2 separate regions of the Bos taurus genome follow, and region 1 is linked to region 2. The links are chromatin contacts, called in public Hi-C maps. All regions are on one chromosome and are shown on one strand. Each heading gives the region's core, a stretch centred on a gene start, on an enhancer-like site or on the middle of the called end of the contact. The rest is flanking DNA. Distances are from core to core; before and after follow the strand shown. Region 1 overlaps PREX1 (phosphatidylinositol-3,4,5-trisphosphate dependent Rac exchange factor 1). Region 2 overlaps PREX1 (phosphatidylinositol-3,4,5-trisphosphate dependent Rac exchange factor 1).

Region 1 (2,700 bases), core at 99-2,598, 50 kb after region 2:
AAATACTGAGATTCTAAAACATGATAATAATTTTAATAAAAGAACAACTACCATTGACTGGAGCCTGGCCATATGCCAACACTGAACAAAGTGTCCCAACCCATTTTACAGATGAGGAAACTGAGGTCGAGAGAGGGGAAACTCCTTGGGGAAACTCCTTGCCAAGGATCGCAGAGCCACTGAGGGGCAGAGACACAATTCAGACCCAGATAGTCTGGGCCAGACCCCAGGGCCCAAAAATCCACACAAAAATACTGAGCATTTATATAAATTAAGACCATCACATTATTTTAAACATATGGGAATTCCCTGGTAGTCCAGTGATTAGGACTACGCACTTTCACTGCCAAGGATGTGGGTTCAATCCCTGGTGGGGGAACAAAGATCCTACAAGCTGCGTAGTACAGTCAAAAATAAACAAATAAATGTGTGTGTGTGTGCAGAGGAGATGTTTTTTTTTTCTTCACTTGACAGATATTTAATGAGCACCTACTATGTGCCAGGCACTTTTTAACAGTGCTGGAGAGAGAGAGTGAATAAAGGACCACCCAGAGAAAAGGAGACAGGAAGCAGTAAGTGGGGGCAGAATACAATTTCAAACAGGAAGTGGTGGTGGGGTAGTCAGAAAAGACCTTCCGAAGACCACGAGGTTTAAGCAGAGGCCTGAAGGAGTAAGCCATGGGGATACTGGAGGAAGTGCACTCCAGACAGAACAAATGGGAAGACCCTGATGCAGGAGCACGCCTGGGGCCCTGAGAAAGGGTCCATGTGGCTGGAGGGGAGCAAGGGAGGGCGACAGGACGCTCTGGAATTAGACGGCAGCGATGACTGCACAACTTTGTGAATATACCCCAAACCGCTGAACTGTGCTCTTGAGGGGGTAGAATGTATAGTGTGTGAATCATACCTCAATGTTAAAAAAAAGGTATGAAAAAAAAAGATGCCTCAGAGACGGAGGGGAGAAGAGACAGGGCAAGTGGTGTGGGACCTCCTGGGCCACCCTGAGGACCTGGCTTTGACTGAGGGCGCTGGCAGCCACAGCAGGGCTTTGAACGGGGCAGCGGCACGACCTAACAAGTCTAACGAGGCTCCTCGGGCTGTGCATGGAGAGCAGACCACGGGAGGCAAGGATGAGAGCAGCGGAGGCAGAGGCCAGTTCCCCAGGGTGGGTCCCCGGGCGAGTTACCCTCAGTGCCTCCATTTTTCTCATCTGTGAAGTGGGTGTGTAAAAGACACGCGAGCTGACGCCAGGTTAAGTGCTGTTGTGACGGCTGTGAGTGGAGGGTGGAGTCAGAGGTGCCACCGAACAGTTTTTAATCATGCAAATCAGTTTCCTGAACAGAAAACATGGGGTGGCCCTCCCTCACGGGAAGCAGGCACCCGTCTCACACCTCAACAGCCCTCCCAGTGCAGCCCGTCCACACCCAGGCCACGAAGAGGGGCCCAAACTCCTCTCCACGTGTGGTCGGCTCACAGCACCCACCCAGACAGAGGACAGAATCGCCCAGGTCACTAGACAGCCGGGGCACAGACAGGGGGGAGCTGCCTGTGGGAGGGGAAGATGTGGTCCTCCTCCTGGCGAGGTGCCCAGGAAGGAAGCAGGAGGTGTTTGCTGGACCTTGGGAAGGGCGCCATGCAGTCCTGAGTTTCAGGTCATCAGTCAGACGGTGCCACACCCCAGGGCCTCCTCATCCCACTAAGACTCAAGCCCAAACGGCTCACCGTGCACGTGAGGTTCACACCGCCAGAACCCCTGCTGCCCACGCCAACCTGACCTCCTCTTCAGCAAGCCGAACTGGGCCCTGCCTCAGGGCCTTTGCACACGCTGTGCCCACCACCTGGAGCACGCTTCTCTCAGCTCCTTCCTCAGCGGGCTCCTTCTCGGCCACCTCTTCAGAGGCCTCCCTTGACCACCTCATGTCAACAGATGACACCACCTCCGTCACCAGGGTACCTCCCCCTTCCTTTCTCCTCGGGGCACCCACTCCAAACTGTGTGCTGCTGCTAAGTCGCGTCAGTCGTGTCCGACTCTGTGCGACCCCATAGAGGGCAGCACACCAGGCTCCTCTGTCCCTGGGATTCTCCAGGCAAGAACACTGGAGTGGGTTGCCACTGCCTTCTCCCCAAACTGTGTGGACTTGAGCAATTTCCTCAGCCTCTCTGGGCCTTGGCTTCCCCAGGAGCAAAATAGATATAATGACAGTCTCTACTCCAAAGGGTTACTGCAAGGGCTCAAAGAGATAATTCATACAGTACCTGGCACCCAGCAGGACCTCAGTGGATTATCTTATCATGATTACACCTCTCGTCACTTGCTCAAGCCATCTCTTTTTGTACTGTGTGAAGATTCCACGAGGGCAAGAACTTTGTCCATCTTGTACTGGCCATGTGCCAACATCTAGCCCATATGTCTGACACTTAGTAGGTGCTTAACATCTGTTTGTTTAAGAAGTGAATTTGTGAATGAAGGCATTGACTGCCTATACCCCACGGTGACCCTGGCCTCACTCCTCCTGGGAGCAGCTTCTTGCAGAAGCTACCCACCCTCCCCAGCAACTGGCCACCTGCCTCTACCAATCTTCAGTGGCCCTAGGCCAGCCAGCCTGAAATAGCCTCACCTCTCCTGGCCCAGAACCAAGGGGTCAGTTGCCAGCTCCACCCTGGGGAAGGAACTGGGCGGGTAAACACAGATTGTGTGTC
Region 2 (2,700 bases), core at 46-2,545:
CCAGGAGTTGGGAGGCCAAGGTCAGTGAGGCACTCAGGCTGGAGTGACCACAGGCAAGTCACAAAGGAGACCTTTACAAAATGCAAATGTGGTCACCCCAGGTCCTACCAGGCCTACCAATGGTTACCCACCGTTCTGAGGATAACAAGCAAAACGGCCATGCAGGACCCCTCCTCACCACTGCCACCAAGCCTTCAGGCTCTTCAGGCTGTTCTGAAAAGACGTGGAGATTGCTCCGGCCCCTGGGCCTTTGCACGTGCTATTCCCTCCAACCACAACGCTCATGGCCCTCCTTTAACCCAGTTAATATCAGTTCACCTTGCCTGACTTCTCAACCAGCTCAAAGCCCACGTTCAGGCCCCAGCAGCTCCGTAAACCCTTCTTAGAGCCACCACAGCTACAATGTAACCTATGAGATTATTCAAGTAAGGCCTGTCTCCCTCACCAGAGCTCCAAGAGGTCTTGCTGAGCCACAGCTTTATTCCTGCTGCACTCACTCTGTTTTATTCATGGTTACCCGCCCCCGCAGCACTTAGCACCTGGCATTTAATGTATTTCTGAATGAATAAGTGAAAATAAGCAAATGAATGAGAGAGAGAGAGAGAGACGGTCCTTCCTCTGGGGCTGTTTCCTCATCTAGAAAACAGGAACAGCATGGGAAGTCCCTGGCGGTGCAGTGGTTAGGACTCCACCCTTCCACTGCAAGGGGCACAGGTTCGATCCCTGGTCAGGGAACTAAGATCCTGCATATCGCACACCACAGCCAAAAGCAAAAAGAAGAACAGTAAGACTGCCTCAAGGATCACCGTGAGGATTATAAGAAATGATGCCCACTAGCGAGGTGATCTGGGGAGACTGGGCCTCCCCGGGCCCACAGACTGACAGGTCACCAAGGTTCCCCCAAGGGAGTCTTCTGACAGGTCCTTCGCTGGGGGCCTCACCCACCGCCCAGGGACCCCGTGAGGGAGGAGAAAGGAGGGCAAGGGGAGGCTCTGGTTCAAGGTCCCACCTACCAGTGCGGAAGGTACCTACGTGTTAACCTCGGCTTCCTCTTCTGTAACCGGAGATTCAGACACCTACCTCGAGAAGATGACACAGATAATGAACCTCAGCTTCAGCCTCGCACAAGAGTGAGGCCTCATGAAATGCCAGCACATACACTCCCATCACTGATATTATTTTTATCTGTCAATCTTTGATGAGAGAAGAAAGCCCCCACCCCCAACACGCAGATTACAATATATTTTCCTCATACTTGCCCCGAAACGGGGTGTCTCACTCCCCTTCAACCATACCAGCTAGTCTGCCTTTTCCTGTGACTCTCCAGGCTTGTCCCCGCCTCGGGGCCTTTGCATGTGCTATTCCCTCAGCCTGGCTCTTCCCCCAGGTTATTACGGAGGAAGACACTCTCCCCCTCCACATCTTGCTTTCATTCTTTATAAAGCAGTTATCACAGACTCCATGCTATTTTATACACTAATGAGTGGTTCTTTCTCATCAGTGGAATGGATTTCTGTGTGTCTGGATCACTGCCGTCTCCACAGAACTTAGACTGGTGCGAGGCAGATACACGATGCTCAAAAAATAATTATTAAGAGAAGAAAGGAAGGGAAGTTACATAAGCCTCTGAGCCTCTGTTTCTACATCTGTAATACAGGGTAAATAAGAGCTTCTATCTCTTAGGGTTCTTTGGAAGATTAAAGGAAACATTACATAGAAAGTGCTTAGCACCGGGAAAGGAGCACAATAAAAACTCGTATTTTAAAAAAGCACAGATGTCCGCCAGCAGGCGAGTGGATGCACAGATTGTAGTGTATTCACAAAATGGAATACAACTCTGCAATCAAAAGAAGAACCGCGCACACACAGGACGACACGGGCGTGTCCTAAGAACAGTGGCCGAGCCAAAGAGGCCAGAGACACAGAAGGGTGGGCCCCGTGGGACCGCGCTGCTGCAGAAGCCAGCGAACTGCCAAGAGCATCTCTGATGACAGAGATGACCAAACCGGCTACTTTTCTCAGCAGAACACCAAACAGGTTACTTTTTGTCTCCAGGTGCTGACCAGCAAGGGGCCTGAAGTGACCTCTGGGGTCAGCACGTTCTAGATCTTGGCCTGGTGGTGAAGAGCAAGCAACAGTCACGGAGATGTGCACGCAAGACCTGTGTACTTAAACGGGTGTAGTCACACTGCTCTCAAAATTACTCCAAACTTTATTTTTCCGGCAAAGTGATGGAAAGGAGATGGTTCCCTTCCACCCTGGTTCATCCACCTGCCCACACACGCGGCTCCCAGGTTCTGGCAGCCAACACACCCACTGCACTTCAGGCAAAAACCGAGTCCCCCTCCCACGCGGCCCCGGCTTCGGCGAGGCCTGTTACCAGAGACAAGCTGCTACACACACACGCACACGCACACACTTCAGGCAAAACCGAGTCCCCCTCCCACGCGGCCCCGGCTTCGGTGAGGCCTGTTACCAGAGACAAGCTGCTACACACACACGCACACGCACACACTTCAGGCAAACCGAGTCCCCCCTCCCACGCGGCCCTGGCTTCGGTGAGGCCTGTTACCAGAGACAAGCTGCTACACACACACACGCACACACACACACATGCGTGCACACACCCTCACTGCCCCACGGCTCTGCTTCCGAGAAGATGCAAGAACAGGAAGACTGCTTGGAGGTTCCAAAAGGTCA

What was found. A called contact is a pair of places that touch in the nucleus more often than the background predicts.
Region 1: a Hi-C map of an unstated tissue shows a contact between it and region 2, with 2.0 times the contacts expected there. The contact joins two enhancer-like sites. A contact is called at or near these places in 2 of 11 Hi-C or Micro-C datasets (skin fibroblasts and an unstated tissue).

Annotation. Positions count from the first base shown.
Region 1 is chr13:77,011,278-77,013,977 of ARS-UCD2.0, forward strand. All of the region lies in intron 1 of PREX1 (phosphatidylinositol-3,4,5-trisphosphate dependent Rac exchange factor 1), which reads right to left. Among named protein-coding and RNA genes, the nearest start is that of PREX1, 9.1 kb to the right of the region's middle. Within about 2 kb of position 1,349, at least 24 of the 102 cell types and tissues checked have an H3K27ac peak or open chromatin away from gene starts, as enhancers often do.
Region 2 is chr13:76,961,421-76,964,120 of ARS-UCD2.0, forward strand. All of the region lies in intron 1 of PREX1 (phosphatidylinositol-3,4,5-trisphosphate dependent Rac exchange factor 1), which reads right to left. It overlaps LOC112449342 (a long non-coding RNA gene), which reads right to left. Exons shown (of 3, transcript XR_009497029.1): 1 at 1-2,700. Among named protein-coding and RNA genes, the nearest start is that of PREX1, 59 kb to the right of the region's middle. Within about 2 kb of position 1,296, at least 16 of the 102 cell types and tissues checked have an H3K27ac peak or open chromatin away from gene starts, as enhancers often do.